Linked DNA regions of Mus musculus: all the other regions are linked to region 1. Evidence: chromatin contacts called from public Hi-C and promoter capture Hi-C data. All regions are on one chromosome and are shown on one strand. The core of a region is the stretch at or near the end of the contact, and the rest is flanking DNA. Distances in the headings are between cores, read along the strand shown. Region 1 holds the start of Kcng3 (potassium voltage-gated channel, subfamily G, member 3). Region 2 overlaps Gm19689 (predicted gene, 19689). Region 3 holds the start of Zfp36l2 (zinc finger protein 36, C3H type-like 2). Region 4 overlaps Thada (thyroid adenoma associated).

Region 1 (3,835 bases), core at 399-2,898:
ACCGAATCCTGTTTCTGGGTTTGGGGAAGTTTCGCTTTTTCTTCTCTCCCAAGGTAATAGCTGTTTTTGTTTTCTTCTCCACACTGAAGACCCTCTGAATGAAACTCCAAATCCTTAATGCCACACAGAGGAGAGGAATTTGCTAGGTCCACACTTGCTCGGAAAGGAGAGAGGAAAAAGGGCACAGGCACCCATTATTCAGAGTCTATCACTAAATTAGCCTCCTTTATAATACGGATTCCATCCCAGCACACATTACGCCGGGAGCAGGGTGTGCAGAATGTGTGGGCACTGAAGCAGACCACATTTCACCGAAATGAGACTTCATCTTTTCAAACACCACCAGTACTGGCACATATTTCAAAGAGCTCTTAGCTCAAACTGAATCATCGTGCAAATTATTGCGTGTTAGCAATAAAAGTTTGGAAAATCTAATTAGCAGGTTGCTATTTGGTCAGAACTAAAACACAAAGCCTGGAGGTTTTACTCTAAAAGGTGAGACCCAAGCACAACCACAGGCTGCGCCTGTGAAAAGGGGGCGGGGTTGGGGACCCATAGATTCCTCACACCCCTCGGCTGGAGCGCCAGGGACCTCCTGGGGCAGGAAAAAAGCCTAGCTGAGCTGCCAGGCAGACAGGACGGAGACCGGACGGACGGACGGCACGGATAGACGGGACTGGACGGACTGGACGGGCAAAAAAAGCAGTGCGTCCTACCCGGAGGGTTCCCTCCCAGGGCTGGCGGAGTACCTGCTCCGGTCATCCAGACTGCGGTTGTCAGCAACCGCCGCACGCCAGTCGGGCAGCGTGCTGGCGCACAGCACCACCATGGACACGATCACGAACACCACGGACACGCTGGCCAGGATCTGCGCGGCCAGCGACGACGTGGGCTCCTCGAAGGTCCGCCGCATGCGCTCCAGCCAGCGCCGGGAGGGGGCCGCCTCGGGTCCGGCGGGACGAGGCTGCTCGCGGCCCAGCTCGTCTGCCGCGTGAAAGGTGTGGGTGTCGGACATGCGGTCGTCTAGGCGGCGCTGGCAGCAGTACTCCAGGTGCGCACCCTCCAGGCCCCAGTAGATCATCTCGTTGTAGAAGGAGAGCTCGCACATCCGCGGCGCGAAGCGCAGCTTCCCGTGGCCGCGCACGTACAGCAGGATGAAGCCGAAGGCCTCCGAGTGTCGGTCGAAGAAGTACTCGTTGCGCTCCCGGTCGTAGTCGTCGCACACTTCGAGCACGTCGCGCTCCGAGCGGCAGCCGTGCAGCCGGCTCACGCGGCGCAGCGGGAAGTCCTTGAGCAGCTCCCGGGACAGCGAGTACCGGGCGCCGCCCACGTTCAGCACCACCGAGGCCGCCCCGCCGCGCCCGAAGGTCATGGCTGGCCGCCCCGGGGGCCTGCCCGCCGCGCGCACGGGGAGGCCGCGCCGTCGGGGCCCGAGCTCCCCCGGGGCTCGCGCCCCGCACCGCCCGCGTCCCCCGCGGTGTCAGTGCCGCCGCCCCTCGCTCCCGGGTTCGCCCTCCCGAATCCGGGTGGCTGGCCGCAGCTCCAGGTGGCGCCGGTCTCCCAGAGGGCGAACGTTAGCCGAGGCACCGTGGGCAGGTCTGCCCGGTCCCCGGCGCACGCAGCCCCGCCGCCGTCCAGAGGCGAAAGGCAAAGTGAGCCGGCTCCGGCGGCGAGGAGCGGGCTCCGGGAGGCGGGGGCGGGGCCTCCCTCGCCGTCCTCCTCCTCGCCCGCCGGCTCCGCGCGCTCCGCTCCCTCCGCGCGCACCTCCTTGCCCGCCCGCGCCCGCACCTCCCGGCTCGCTCCGGCTGGGATTCCCCGGCGCCCCGCCCCGGACCTCGGGCTCCCCGCCTCGTGACGCCGTGCGCCCCCGCCCGCAGTGGCCGGGAGGGGTGCGCAGGGCGTGATGCGAGCTGCGGGGAGCCCCGGGGCCATCCGGATGATGGACACACCTCCCCCAGGCTCCTTTAAAGAGTCCCCCGAAGGGAGGAGACAGGAGGGAAGGAGGGGTGCTGAGGTGAGGACCAAGGTGCGAGGTTTGAAGTAGGGAGCAGACGGCGTCTGGATGAGCCTTTGCCAGAGACTGTTGGAAACCCTGGTCGGCTTCTAAGGCCGCCCCAAAGGATTTCTCAAAGCAGGCAACCCAGTCGCGGCTTTGCCTGCAGACTTTGCGCTTCCTCTCCGCGCGTGGGGCACCCCACGTGCCGTGCGCTCCGAAGGCGGCCGCGCACCAAGCTCTCCCCACCCCCTGCTCCCTGAGGGATGCCATGGGCCAACGGACTCGCCCTAGTCCCCCATCTTTCCCAGCCTTGGGGTCCTAAGAAGGCGCCTACACCGCTCTCACGATGCCTCCGGTGGAGTCGGGTAGCAGTCTGGAGAGAATTTTCTTTCACTGGCAAGACCAGAATGTCTTATTGCCTCGATCTTGCATTCTCCTTTTCATGCTATCTCGATGTCCACTCCTTCCCTCCCCGTAGCACCCCCGTGCGACTGCGGCACCGGCCTTCAAATGCAGAGGCAGGGTTAAGGCTTGGTGGAGTGGGGTTCGACTTGGCAGGCATTATTTTAAACAGCAGTTTACACATCCGACACCGGCAACCCAGCCCGTCAAAGGCAAGAAACAGGTGAGTTATATATAAGGGAGACGGCGTTAGATGCAAAACAAACCCTGGAAATAAAAATGAATAGGGAGGGTGGAGGGGTGAGATGGGCTCCTGTGACCATGGAGTACCTGGGGAAGGGTTTTGCTTTCCCCCTCCACTTTCCTAATTTTGTAGGACTGCCCCGTGCCCGCTAGAGGTCACCATAAGGAGTCATTTGCTCTGCTTCTCGGATAGATGTTAGTGAAAACAGCCGCCTGCAAATTTGAGTTCTCTTTCTGACAAAGTCACCCTGGGTGGTTCTTAGAGAATGAAAATCTCCATAAGCTGTTTATCCCTAGACTTGGATCATTTTTTTTTAAGCACTTAATGTGATTAAAAGCTCAAAAACAAGAGTTATTTATCTGCTAAGTAGCTACTAAGCAAGGAAAACATCCTGAAGGAAGTGAATTCAATACGGAATGGAAGGAGGTGCTGGCAGAAGGAGCCAGGGACTCCGGGGGAGCAAATGCCAGATGTGAAAGATTAGCGACTGTAAAGAAAGCTAATGCATTTGTCTGGCTGGAACAACGGGAGTTCTAAGACCTGTGTCCATGCCGGGCTATCTGCAATGGGATCCCTGAAGCTTTAATAACAGAAGTGGCTAGATGAAAGCCTTAGTTTAGGAAGACGCTCTGCCCCGTGGGTTATTCTAAGGAAAAGGCTCTTTCAGCAAGCCAGGAATAGAAGCCCTAACCTCGTGTCAGTAAAAATGAAAGCCAGTTATGAGAAACCCAGCCCAGTATCTAGCAGGTCTTAGTAATGGATAGGACACAGTGACCAGAGGAATAAATAAATAAATAAATAAATAAATAAATAAAAGCAGGTGAGAACCAGCTACCAGCCTGGCTTCACACCAGCAAGAGCCAATTCACCAGCAAGTTGTTAAAAATATTCTAAAAGCAACAAGCAACAGAACAGCCATTGTGTTGGTGATTTGAACATTACTATATTTATTTCCTGTGTTCTCTATGCAAAAAAAAAAAAAAAAACCCTTTGCAGTCTGCTGTTGGAAGCATTTAGAGAAATATCTCTTTTTAAATTAAATTTGAACTTAGAAAACAGATTATTTGGTGACAATGCAGCGTAGGCTTCATAAGTTATATTTTCATATTTATCGGCTAGATAGGTTTAAATCATTTTCTTTGTTTCTAACGTAACACTCTTAGTTGATTGTGATATCATCAACCCAACAGCAA
Region 2 (4,055 bases), core at 1,186-3,685, 580 kb before region 1:
TTTGAAAAGCCATTGTAGATTTCCCCCACCTACCACAACCAGCCTGCATCTTCAAGCTCGTGCTGGCTGTGTTCCCATTGTTTCAAATCATTTCCATAGCTTATATCAGAGTATGACATCCAACGCTCAGATGGAAAGTCAAAACTCCGTCATCTTGAAGTCCTTGGGTATCCAGATGTCTGGCATCAATAGATAAAAGCATCCACTCATTGAATAAATATTTACTGAGTATCTGCACACTCACAGTGCTGGGCTCTGTGCGAGGCCCTGGAGAATCCAGACTGAAGACTGATTAGCCAGTCAGTTCCACAAAACCAAGTCACTTTGAAAGAGATAGCAGAACGCATCTGTACAGAAAACTTGTACCTGGCAAGTTTTAGACACCTTCATGTGACACTCCTTTTCTGGTCATGGCAACTGTGTAAGCCAATCCTGATATAAGAGAAGAAACACAAACTCAGAGAGGTCAGGCAGCTTACCCAAAGTCACCCAGCACCAAGGGTTCAGGCAAGCACTGTGACGTGTCCTCTGCCCAGCCCCATTCGGAGGTCGGATGCTATGGAAGGCAGAGAGCGGGGGCGGGGAGGACTGGACTGGCACTGCCACACTCTGGCTGCTCCCCCGGTGAGCCTCAGCTTCATTAGCCACCTAACAGAAGCCCAGTGCCTCATGGGGTGCTCCTCGATTTGAAGCCCACATACATTAGCTGCCTGTCAAACGCTAACTACATTAGTGAAGAGGCTATCGTGCCTCTCTACCTCCCTCCCTCGGTCCTCTGTGGTCCTCAGCACCAGGATCCACTAACTCTCCTGAACAGTCAACTGGACTCCCTGGAGCCCTGTCTCACAGGGCCCTGTCTAGAGTCTCACCTCAGCCTGGCCAGAGGCCTGCGACCAACCCTGGAATGAGACAGTTTGGCTCTGGACATAAAACCTTCTCATCTCAGAAACACTAAGAAAGAGTTAGGGGAAGCAGTAGAGAACTTTCCAGAATGTATCAACTCCAACCACAGACTGGGAGGAGAGTAGAGTCATGGCTGGCTTCCTTATCCTCCTTCAGCCTGGACTCCAACCTACGGAGGTGCCAACCTGACGTCCCCCTGCTCCCAACAAACAAGGGGGGATCTTAGCCTCATTGCAACTCAACACTCACAGAACACGTTTCTCATATTTCCTCCCAGCCAATGCCCTTTAAAGCCATTGTCCTGTACAACTCCTAAGCCAGCCTGAGATCTCCTAGCATGGTCAGGGACCCATCTTGCTGGGATGTTTTGAATCTGAATCTCTAGGAAGCACCTCTTTTTTATGGCCATTAAAAATAAGGAACCAAGTCTCCAAGTCTACCAGTCTCATTTGACGTCTCTGAAAAGTTCAAGCGAGTAGACAAGATTAGCTGCTTAGGCTAACAATGTAGCCCAGTTGGTAAGCTGTTTGCCTAGCATGCACGAAGCTTTGGCCTTGATACCCCAGCATACTGTGCATGATGATGCACATTGAGTCTGAAGCCAGCCTGGGATGCAAGAGACCTTTTATCCAAAAAAACAGGTAATATTCTAGCTCTTATTCTACTTTAAGTAAGCCTTGATTTGCATTGTCCATTAATGGTCCCTCCTTAAAGGACTATCCTAAAGAACAGATCTCCTATCAACTGGCCAAATCTAGCTCATCACTTATGAGGAGAAAAAATATAATTTTACAATATAAGTGACCAACAAGATCAAGAGAAGAACACCTTGTGACCCATAAGCAGAATATGAAATTCCAATGCCCACAGATAAAGTTTATCAGAAAGCAGCCACACGCATTTACATGTTGCCTCTAACAGGCTGTATCCTGGTGCTTACAGCCTTCTAGTCCGAAGAGGCTGAAATATTTACTCTCTAGCTTCTTCACAAAAATGCCTGCTAACTTCTGGCGAAGAGAAAACCATGGAATGCCTTGCTAGTGTCTGCAACAGCCTAAACAACCTAAAACACTCCAGCCACCAGCACTTAGGTACTGTGAGGCCACAGTACCTATGATACTCTTGGTTTGCTTTTAGAAATACATCCCCAAGTGTTTACAAGTTATTATTTTTTTTCTTAAAATGTTTTTGTAGTGATGTAGATCGAACCTAGATAGACCTTACCCATGCGAAACGAGCCTCCTAGCCCTGAGCTACAACCCAAGCTTCTACTAAAGTATTTTAAAAGTTATTGCATAATATACATTCCAACCCCCAAGAGCCCTAGAACATATGAGGATATCTAGTTCTCAAACAGCACTACTAACACAGAATGCATTGTCCCAGCCTCACTGGAAAGTAATGGAAGAGGGCCATCCCCCCGTATGTCCTCTGCTCTTATCTTTATCAAAATACACAGCCCAAGGACCCGGAACGGAAGCGAGAATGAACAGAGGCCTCTTGGTTTCCTTGCGTCACAGAACCGAAGGGAGAAGGTCTCAGAAGTCACTGGACCTGGCTCTCCCTGCTCTCTCCTGAGTACCTAGGCCCAGAGGAAGCCAAGATCTCCCCGGCCCCATCCGTGTGCCCCTTCTCTGTGCACAGCTCCCCGTCATTCGCCCTGACACTCTGCTCCATCTCTTTGATTTTAAATCCTTGACCAAAATAGCATGTCCTGGCTGTCATGTGATGTGACCTTAAAAAAAAAAAAAAAAAAAAAACACCCACAGTGGAAGTGAAGGCCCTAGCTGATTAGATGCTAAGAATCTGGAAATTAATCAAGGCATTGTTGATACAAAGTACATCTATCCTGCCCAACCTTGGCATTCATTACCCAGTCAAGGTTGCTTTCTGATTTCCCTAATCAAGGACTGGCTGTTTAGCCAACTCCTCTGGTCTGGGCACCAGCCTCCCTGGACCGCCTGAGATGCTTCAGAACAGGTGAGAGAAAGCCTCAGCCTGGAGCCCTGGGAGCCTGCCCTTCACTCAGCAGGACACAGGGGCCTTTCACTTTCTCCTGCAAGTCATGACACCAGCCAAAATTACCTTTAAATGAGGAAGAAAGTCATTATTTCATCAATAGGATTGCGTCAATTGAGGAAAATTTGTCTCCAGTGTAAACAAGCGGAACGTCTTTGCGCTCTATAAAAACAAGGTTAAATTACTTGCAGATCCGGGCGCCGGAGAGAGACGTAGGAAGTGAACCTGAAGCCTGACACATTCAAGGTCTGGGAACCGAAAATAATAGGAATTGTTCTGGGTTTTCCAGCAGAATGGAGCATGGAGATGGACACGCCTCTTTGCAGATTCAAGGATGCCTGTGCTTCCCACCACCACCACCCACCCCACCACCACCACCACCCACCCCTGCCCACCCCCGCCCAGTGCTCATGGTAGGAAGGAGCAGAAGAAGATCAGGAGCAAGAGGAAGAAGAGGAAGAGGAAGAAGGTGACTAGCAACACCGTCAAGAGAGGCAGCAGCACACCAAGGTAAATGCAGCCCGAGCCATCTAATCCCTCTCCAACTGGTCACTGCCAAGAACAGGGGACAGCCAGAGCTAGGGACACTGGCTATGCAGTAAAATGAGGAATGTCCAGATCTCAGTAGCCCAGACCTGCACGGCCTCTTTCTTGGCTCCATCATTCCATCTGATAACTCACACTGAGAACAAATTGTCTCCGTGGCAGCTCCATGTATTTCGAGGAGAGGTCATCGGAGCTCCAGCATGGCAAGCAGGTCCATGTGCCTGTCTCCTTGAGCACCTTATGCTGGTGGGTGTCATCCCTGAGCTGCAGGCTGCAGAATCCTAAAGTGTGCAAGCCAGACCTCCCTTCTGCCTGTCCCCACAGCTACAGGGAGAAGAGCACAGAGCACCCCTGGGGCTCTTGACTGAGTCGTCTCTGCCCATGTCTATCCCCAGGCCTCAGCCCCACCCTTGTTGACATCTTTGGCCTTTGAGATGAGCTTGCCACGGCAAATGTGGTCTCTGGTGTGGTGAAATGGCAGACAGGGAGGTCTACATTCCTTGCTTCCTGAAGAAGTTGGTGGGCAGGCGGCCTTTGGAGTCAGCTCCAGAGATCATACTCACGTCAGGTGAAGTTTGCTGATGCTC
Region 3 (4,136 bases), core at 941-3,440, 560 kb after region 1:
TCGTCGGAGATGGAGAGGCGGCTGAAGATGGGTAGGCGACGGCCAGGGTCCAGGCTGGGGGACTCGGAGCCGCTGAGGCTGCCGGAGCTCAGCGAGCCGCTCAGGTAGCTGTCGCGGTCCGAGAGCGAGTCCGGGGGGCTGGGGGGCGCGTCGAACACGGGCGACTCGGACAGACGGCGCGGCAGCTGGAAGCCGAAGGGCGGGGAGGGCGGCGCGGGGGCCGCGGGGGGCTGTGCCGGGGGTGGCGCGGGACCGGTCAGGCCCTGCTGCTGGTTGCGGTAGTAGGCGGCGGCGGCCGCGGCGGCGAAGTTGTGGGTCTGGATGGCGAGCGGCGTGATGAGGCTGCTCAGCTCCGGGCCGAAAGCGAAGGCGTTGTTAGCGCCGGAGGACGAGCAGGAGGCGCACGGCGCTCCGGGGCTCAGCAGGTCCTCCGCGCCCCCGGGGCCGTAGAGCAGCGCGGCCGCCGCCGCCGTGGCGCAGCACGTCGGGGCGCCCGAGGGCGTGGAGGCCGCCGAGGCGGAAGAGCAGGAAGAAGCCGAGGAGGAACAGGACGAGGCCGAGGAGGAGGGCGGCGGCGGCGTGCGCGATGTGGGGCTGTCGAGCAGCAGCGGCGACTCCAGGCCCCCCGGCGGCTGGTGGTGGCCCGACGGGAAGCCGGAGAAACTGAGGCTGTGATGCAGCTTGGGCCGCGGCTCGCGGGCGAAGCCTAGGTGTAGCGCGTCGCGTGCGCCAAACGCTCGCAGGTCCCCGGAGGCGCCGCCGCCCCCCGACGGCGCGGGCCGCCGCTCGTCCGCGTTGTGGATGAAGTGGCAGCGCGGGCCGTAGGGGCAGAAGCCGATGGTGTGGAAGGTGCGGCACAGCTCTGTCTTGTACTTGGGGTGCCGGGTGAGGCTGCGCAGCTCGTGGAAGCCGTGCGCGAACTGGCACTTCTCGCCGTACTTGCACGTGCCGCTCTCCTCGAAGGGCCGGCACAGCTCCGTCTTGTAGCGCGTGGAGTTGATCTGGGAGCCGCTGCCCCCCTTCTGCTGCTGCTGCAGGTGCAGGAGGTGCTGGCTGCGCTCCCCGTTCTCGCTGAACGAGCGGTCCCGAAATTTGCTCTCCTTGGTGACCAGCGCCGTGCCGCTGCCCCCCGAAGGCTCCTTGAGCTGGCCGTAGGAGGCCAGACCGCCTCCGCCTGCGGGGCCACAGCTGCTGCCGCCGCCGTTAGGGGCGCCCGGGAACTTCGGCGAGCAGCTGCCCGGACTGGGCACAGGGTGGGCAAGCGCGTGGAGGTTGCTGGCGGAGTGGCGTCGCAGGAAGCCCGGAGTGAAGCTCGAGCTGGGGGCAGCAGCCACGGGCGTCCCTACCGCCTTCTTGTCCAGCATGTTGTTCAGATTGAGGTTTGCCAGGGATTTCTCCGTCTGCCAAAGGGAGGGGAGCGGGAGCGGGATGAAAATCGGATGGGGAAGAGAGTCGGGGCTAACTGCAGAGTGAACGCCCTAGTCCCAACTGCCCACTTGTTGGGGTTTCTGGTGGGATCCGATTCAGCCTCCACCGCTACACTCGCAAAACGCAGGCCGGAGAGAGTGGAGGACGCCCACCCCGGCCGCTCCGGGTCTAGCCATGTGATCCTGGGCCCGTGGCCACGGGGTGGGCGGCGCAAACGCTGTCCGGGAAGTCCCGGCAGCGTGGCCGCGGTCGGTTCGGGAGGAGCACGGCTGCTCCAGCCGCTACTCGCTCTCTCCACGCCCACAGTCGCAAGCACACAGTCCTGCTAACTCCAGGACTTCCCTCCACCCGCAAAGTCAACTTGGAAGGGTCCCTCCCGCCTCGGCCCGGCCCGGCGGCAAGTCTCGGAACTCCAAAGGGTTCCAGGCCGTCCGCCATCCTTTCCGGCTGCCTGCTTACCTTGCACAAGAAGTCGATATCGTAGAAGGGTGACAGAAGTGTGGTCGACATTTTTCTGGGTCCTGTAATGGTCGAAATTGCAAGCGTGGAGGTTGGGAGGTGCCCTCGGTACGGCGAGACTCGAACCAAGATGAATAACGGGCGAGGGCCAAGGAGGGACGGAAAGTTGTGCTTGTGCGGCCGAGGAAGCGGCGGCGGGAGGCCGTGGCGCGGAGTGGGGGGCAGAGGAGAAGCGAGAGCGCAGCTCGGCGCCCCGGCCCGCCCCCCGCCCGAGCCGTCGGCAGCTCGCGGACTGGTGGAACTCGGAGACCTGAGAGCGTGCGCCCTTTATACAGCCCCGGAGCGGCGCGGCGGCGGGGCAAAGCGCACCGGGGGAGGGGACTGAACGCTGACCGGCCGGGGTCTCCAGGCAACGCCGCCCGCCAGCCCGCGGACGTCAGGCTCCTTCTCGGCTTCTCATTGGTCGCCGCCAATTTTTCCCCTTCGGGGGAGGGGAGGAGAGGGGAGGGGAGGGGCGGGCAGCCTGGGCGTCCCGAGCGGCGTGGGGCGTGCGGCCCCCTTGGGTCCTGCTGGGTGGCGGCGGCGGGAATACCTCGCTCTCCTCCGCCTCTACGAGTATAACGTTGGAAAGCACGTACACGTTCTATCTGCCCAGGACGGGGCTACCCGGGACGTGCCTTTCCTCGCCCGATCCGGCTGGGCCGACTGGCGCAGCTTTTATCTCCCATCCTAGTTTTTGCTCCGCGCGCGGGAACAGCAAAACAGCAATGGTGCGCTTGGCCAAGTTGCTTGGGACTAGGAACGGGGGTCGCGGCCTGTCCCGTAGGTGGCAGCTCCGGCCCGGCTGCACGTGGAGACGCAGTAGGGGTGGGGGCGGGAGCGGCCAGCCTGGAGGAGCATTGGCGCGTTTCTCCGCCCCTCTCCCCGCCCAGGCTCAGTAAACAGGACTTGAGCGCTGCGGCCTGTGGGGCAGAGCCGAGTGTCTGAGGACAAGGCGCTGGCTTTGCTAATCACATCACAAGACCTTGAGCCTGGGCCAAAGGCGCCGAGTGGCGCGGGGTGTCCGGGGCGGGAAAGCCTATTCCAGGGGACTAGAGGGAAGTCGGAGGAGCAGTGTGGACATAGAGGAAGTCACTTCCTTCACCTTTGTGCCTGCTGGTTGGCCTGGCCTCCTCTCGGGGATGTGGGTGCAGCTCCTAGCCAAGGCTTCCCGCCTGTACAGCCTTGGCCTGTCGAATCCTGCAACCTTCCTCCTTCTGCTGTGGGAGGCGCGGCATTGAATCTAAGCTTTGTGTGAGCTGCCGGAGGCGAGGCGGTGATTGCTGAACCACCACCCAGGTTGGGGGAAAGAGGTCCTCATTCGGTTGCCTTTAGTGCAACTCCTACCAGCTTTCCATGGAAAAAGCAGTCCCAGAAGGCCCCTGGCTCTTTTTGAGAGGGGTCTCACACACACACACCTCCACACACCTAGCGACCCCCACCCCCACCCCGTGAGGCCCATCTGGTCAGGTCCAGAACCCTTTATCCCTACACTTCATACTGGCTGCCAAAAGCTGGAGTTGGGCCCATGAATTCACCCAGCTGGCAGTCCGGGTTGCCCTGGGTGGAAGGCCCAGTAGTTGCCAGAGAAGGCTGCTTGACCAACTACATCCTTCCCATGTTGCTCTTCCTGTCTGGTTGACCCAGTCCAGTGTGCACTTGGGCTGTATCAGTTAACCTTGAAGCTAAGGAGGTAGATCTGTCACTCAAAGGCTCCTGAGTCCAGGTGCATTTGGCCACACTGCAGTGCATGCTGCCCCTGTAGGTAGAGCCAATGGCTGCCAGAAGACTGTAGTGTCTTGGACGTAGTGCTGAGTGGGTTGGGTACGGTGGTTCATGCCTATAGTCCTAGCACTAATCACAAACTGTGGTGAGTTTTAGGCTAGCCTTGCACAGCTTAGTGTGAGAGTGAGACCATACCCCTATAAAGGAACAAAGCCCTCACCATCTTATATATTAAAGCAAACTGGCTTTTGGCTGTGGTCTGAGCAAGGGGCCACCCAGATCTTAGGACCCTCAAGTGTAGTGACTTAGGGAAGATGGCTGCTTCACTCTTCCCACCCACGTTGCTCTTGCCCCTATTACTGCTGGGTTCTGTGGCTGAAAGGACCCCAAATGTAAGCATGAGGCTGTGACTAAGGTTTTCCTGGTTTCTCTCAGGAAAGCATGCAGCAGTCGTTCCCCTAGCTACTGCTAGCAGGATTGCAGAT
Region 4 (4,290 bases), core at 193-2,692, 790 kb after region 1:
TCTCGAGGAAAAAAACAAAAATTCTCCCCGGATATTTTATTATTATATTTAATTGAGCCAGGGTCTCATTTACAGTTCAGGCTGGCTTGAAACTCACTACATAGCTGAAGCTGGCCTTGACTCTCTGATGATCCTCCTGCCTCAGCCTCCAAGTACTAGGATTACAGGCACAAGCCAGCATACACAGCTCTCAGGGACCCTGAAGGAAACCAAAGCTAAAGTGAAATAAAAAGAAGATACTGATTTCTAATCTTAAAATTAAACATGACACTGCCCTTTAAATTTAACATATTCTACTTCTGACTTTTTATAAAACCCTAAAGCAAATTAGCAATGTTTTACAGATTTACAGGTCACAAGTCCACAGGGGAGAACAGCTACTTGCTATGTCTCCAGGCATCTATAGCTTACCATCAGATAAACTAGCAGTCTATAAATGTCTAATTTTGGTTTGACAGTATACTATAAAATAGTAAGCCTTAATTTAAATTCCGAGTTTAAAACAGAACCATTTCTTATAATGTTGGGACTGTCTCCAGCTGGAAGACTCTAATTCCATTTTGTTTACATGAGACGCTCCACAGGACTTAAAGCCTAATAAAATGACTATGTTTAAAAGCAATCCTGCTCCATTATAATCATTTCTTACTAACAATGAGAATTTCTTCAAAATCTAAGCTTTGTTCCTCTATATCATTATAAAGGCTTTCTGGTGTGCAGACACCGTCTTACCAGAAGGTCTATTTTCCTTGTTCTAGCAAATGCTCAGCACAGACCGTCTGACTGTTACCCTTCAGGCCTGGGTTCTCCAAGTGAGGCACTGCTTCGCTGCATAACTCAGCTCTGGGTGATCAGAAAACCACATCTGAGTCTTCTCTGTGTTCCCACAACACCCATGCAGTAAAACAGTCAGTAAACAGGCGACTAAATGATGTGGTCTCTCCTGAAGTTTAAAAGTTAACACTTCTACTCATCAGAGCTCAATATACTCATAATTTCTAAAATCTAATATAAACAAAATAAAACAGGCAATTCCTTTGTGACTTATGAATACTAATGAGTGAATTCCGTTTGTAATCAATCACAAAAAAATTAAATAATGACACAACAGAGGAAATGCACCCAGCCAATCAAGGACCCCGATCACCCACGCATCACCAGAATCTGAAGCAGAAGGTTCTACCAGCTGGCAATACTTCCTCACAGGGTTTCTGTGGGAACAACTACTACAGAGTGTGACGCAAGCAAGTGTGAAGAAAACGTACCCAAAAGCCTGTTTTTAGAAACACTAGGTGGAATCTACAGAGAAATTGATATTCAACACAGAAGTTATTTTAAAACCTCAGTAGGCATTTAAAGATCAGTATCAGCATCACACTGGAAAGAGGGCCAACAAAATATCCAGCAGGTCTGTCAGCAGAGCAGCAAGCTCGAAACCTAGACACACACCAGTGAGTCAGGAAACACTGAGATAAGCTTGTGTGCACTGCTCACTCTTGAAGGGTCTCAGCTTACAGCCCTCAAAGCAGCTTTATCTCTGCCACCAGCGCAGGACACTATAAAAGAACCTTTCATTGTGTGATTACAGAGCAGGACAGTCAGACCTGCCACCAGGGGAACAATTTCCTCTTGAAGAAGCTGGGAGAGCACACTGCCTCACAAGAAATGCTCTATAGGAAGGATCAGGTAGTCAAAACTCCAGTAGAAAGTTATCTTTCATGCCTTGAGAGAGCTGGTGTGGGGAAGGGGAAGGGGAAATCACCTTAAAGAAAACCTAAGTGAGTCACTCAGAACAAAGGGAGCACTGTGCCACGCGAACCCATGAGGGGAAGGACAGAGGCAGAAATTAGCTTTGGGATCTTTGTCAGCCCAGGTAATGAATCCATTTCCTCATACTGAAGGGAGCTGGGGAGTATCACAGCAAAGCGCCTTCAATGAACCAAGCATTAAAAACTCAGAATTGAAAATAAGCACCAGCTCTCCTCTCCATATAGCAACAAAGTCCCCAACTTGTCCTCCTGCCTCCTGTCAGCCGTGGTTATAATCATCCTCCTGTGTGCGCTCCTTGAGTAGTCAGCCTTAACCAAGGTCAGAAAGCAGGGTGATCTGAGAACAAAAGCAGGACCCCCAGAACGTAAGAGGGAGGTGAGAAGGAGACTCAGGCTGACTGCTGCTGTTTTAGCTTTACAGAGAGAAGTCGGCTAGGTTCACACTCACCTATCTAAGTGGTGACCTCTCAGGTTGGTGGGTTTTGTCAGCATGTACAGCAAAGGTAGCTTTGCTAAGTGACTATGTTCTTGGCACCAAGAATGTGCAGATTTACCTTAGGTACAGCCAGTCACCCTGATACAAACTAATTCTTGAAAGTATTAAATATATGCAATCACTTTTTATTTATAAAAGCAGAATTTAGAACCTGCTGTGGTTCGAGTACTTGGAAGGCCAGCCTGGGCTCAATAACAAGGCAGTGTCTCAAAAGTCAATATGACGAAGAGCTAGACGAGCTGTCAAGAGCACTTGCTGCTCTGGTAAGAGGACCCAGGGGTCAGTCCCCAGGATCTACATGGTGGCTCCCAACCATCTGGAATTCCAGTTCCAGGGGATTTGGTGCCCTCTTCTGGCCTCCACAGACACAGCGCACACTTCTGATGCATAGTTCTATGCAAGCAAACACCCAGAAAATAATCAAATCTGAAATATTTAAATAAAAAAAACATTTTTTAAAGAAGCAATTTTATGTTCAGAAAAACAGAAATCCTATAGTAATGTAAATGGCATTACTTTCTGGATGGCAGCATTTCATGGATTAAATGTTCCTAAGCTAAGACAGTGGTTTAAAAGCCAACAAAACTGAGAATAAAGGTTTTCACAGAGACCAGTTTGAGTCAGCACGCAGCAATTACTTACACCCCACCCTTCCCCAAGCCTGTGATGTCTTCTCTCCGCTTCCTATGAGGCTATCATGTAAAAGCCCGTCACATGTGGAAGACCAGGCAGCTCGTCCGACAGTGGTGCTTCTCTTAGTGGGCAGGAGTCTCTTCACTGACGCGCAGTCACGGGAGAATTCTTCAGATTCTAAGTTTGTGTAGTTGCTATTTTTAGTTTCTTCTAAATTTTTTTCTTTATATTAGTTCTCAATTTTAACATAGCTGTTCCACATAATTTCATTATAATATATAAACTTTGGGTGTGGTGGGGAGGGAGTCAAGGCATAATAATTTTCATAGAGAACTTCCAAGCCTTTCTCATTTATAATCAAAAGCAAAATGCATTCCTTTAATTTGTCCTTGAAAAGAGAAGTTGACAAGTCAAAGGATGTTAGCCTGTGTTTACTTCGTAAGGAGATGGGGCATTCACACTAGTGAAATAGCTAATCTGGATTCCTCGGCCAGAAGCAGGCAATGGCACTTTAGCCAGCTGGAATAACGGCTCCCAGGAAGGCTGGGACAGCAAGGCCTGCTTGATCTGAGGAGACTGAGGAGACGCTGCCCCCAATGTGCTGCTTGCCTTTGCCCTGTGCTGTTTTTCCAAGGCCTTGCAACATCACTGGCCCAGCTGTTAGCCAGATGTAAGACATGAGCCAGAGTGTGAGAATAAAAATATTAGCATTATTTCCATGGTGCTAGTCATGTGGTTACTGTAGGGATAATCCACATTAGCATACTACAATATTTGTTTTGTACTTGAATGTTCTAATACCCTATGGGGGTGGGGGAATTATCTTTCTTTGAAAAGGTTAAAAATGAAAGTACATACATCTTTGCTGGGAAACTGTGGGAAATGGATTTGTTGAAACCATATGAAAAGGAAGAAGGAATCAATTAAAAACAGAAATCTAATAAATCTAAAATATTTCCAAATGAAATGCTTGTGGTAAGCTAATTTCTTGTAAACACTGCACTCGATCCCTTGAACAGTCCCAGATGCTGGGCTAACTTTGTGGTCTTAAATGAAAGTCAGCCAAAAACACTAAAGTGACTACAACTTTATTACTGAAGTAGTGGGAAACATGAGAGCCATGATCAGCTAATGTTTCTTTTTACTTCTTTGAAATTTTTAAGAGGCCTGTGGAGTCTTACAAAATAGACATTTTCAGCTAAACTTCAAGTTTATGTATGTTAAAAAAAGGAATAAAAAAATATTGCAGTCAAAAATGAGGTAAATCTATAGTTACTGATGCAAAAATATTTCTTAAAATAACACATTTTTAAAATAAAGTGCACCATCTACTATCCTAAAATCTTCATGAACCTTTCTCAGTTGGCACATGTAAAATATTTAAGGTTCAAA

Evidence for each region. Promoter capture Hi-C pulls out the DNA fragments that hold promoters and counts their contacts. Hi-C and Micro-C count contacts between places; a contact is called where the count stands out from the background.
Region 2: a promoter capture Hi-C map of pre-B cells shows a contact between it and region 1, with 5 times the contacts expected there. The contact joins the enhancer-like site here to the promoter of Kcng3 in region 1. A contact is called at or near these places in 17 of 39 promoter capture datasets (the 3T3-L1 cell line, 3T3-L1-derived adipocytes, the C10 cell line and 10 more), 1 of 15 datasets of contacts at CTCF or cohesin (large pre-B cells), 10 of 484 Hi-C or Micro-C datasets (ECoMG myeloid progenitors, the HPC-7 cell line, brown adipocytes and 5 more), 6 of 115 datasets of contacts at active chromatin or transcription factors (embryonic forebrain, embryonic stem cells, forebrain and 2 more) and 1 of 9 other capture datasets (embryonic stem cells).
Region 3: a contact with region 1 is called in a promoter capture Hi-C map of embryonic stem cells. The contact joins the promoter of Zfp36l2 here to the promoter of Kcng3 in region 1. A contact is called at or near these places in 2 of 39 promoter capture datasets (the HPC-7 cell line, HPC-7-derived erythroid cells and embryonic stem cells), 2 of 484 Hi-C or Micro-C datasets (embryonic stem cells and palatal mesenchyme) and 2 of 115 datasets of contacts at active chromatin or transcription factors (embryonic forebrain and memory CD8 T cells).
Region 4: a Hi-C map of cortical neurons shows a contact between it and region 1, with 2.8 times the contacts expected there. The contact joins the enhancer-like site here to the promoter of Kcng3 in region 1. A contact is called at or near these places in 10 of 39 promoter capture datasets (the 3T3-L1 cell line, the HPC-7 cell line, HPC-7-derived erythroid cells and 6 more), 1 of 484 Hi-C or Micro-C datasets (cortical neurons), 1 of 115 datasets of contacts at active chromatin or transcription factors (double positive thymocytes) and 1 of 9 other capture datasets (adipose tissue).

What each region holds. Positions count from the first base shown.
Region 1 is chr17:83,630,247-83,634,081 of GRCm38.p6, forward strand. Kcng3 (potassium voltage-gated channel, subfamily G, member 3) reads right to left here and starts at 1,649. Exons shown (of 2, transcript NM_153512.1): 1 at 717-1,649. The coding sequence starts at 1,372.
Region 2 is chr17:83,047,901-83,051,955 of GRCm38.p6, forward strand. All of the region lies in intron 2 of Gm19689 (predicted gene, 19689), which reads right to left. Among named protein-coding and RNA genes, the nearest start is that of Gm19689, 28 kb to the right of the region's middle. Within about 2 kb of position 2,436, at least 15 of the 459 cell types and tissues checked have an H3K27ac peak or open chromatin away from gene starts, as enhancers often do.
Region 3 is chr17:84,185,757-84,189,892 of GRCm38.p6, forward strand. It overlaps Zfp36l2 (zinc finger protein 36, C3H type-like 2), which reads right to left and starts at 2,191. Exons shown (of 2, transcript NM_001001806.2): 1 at 1,888-2,191; 2 at 1-1,400. The coding sequence starts at 1,938. It also overlaps a transcript of Gm36279 not described here.
Region 4 is chr17:84,418,664-84,422,953 of GRCm38.p6, forward strand. The region is part of intron 21 of Thada (thyroid adenoma associated); the gene reads right to left. Among named protein-coding and RNA genes, the nearest start is that of Gm24722, 29 kb to the left of the region's middle. RefSeq lists an enhancer at 3,057-4,275. Within about 2 kb of position 1,443, at least 130 of the 459 cell types and tissues checked have an H3K27ac peak or open chromatin away from gene starts, as enhancers often do. A contact at or near this core is called in the HPC-7 cell line, cortical neurons, double positive thymocytes and 1 more, where this site is marked.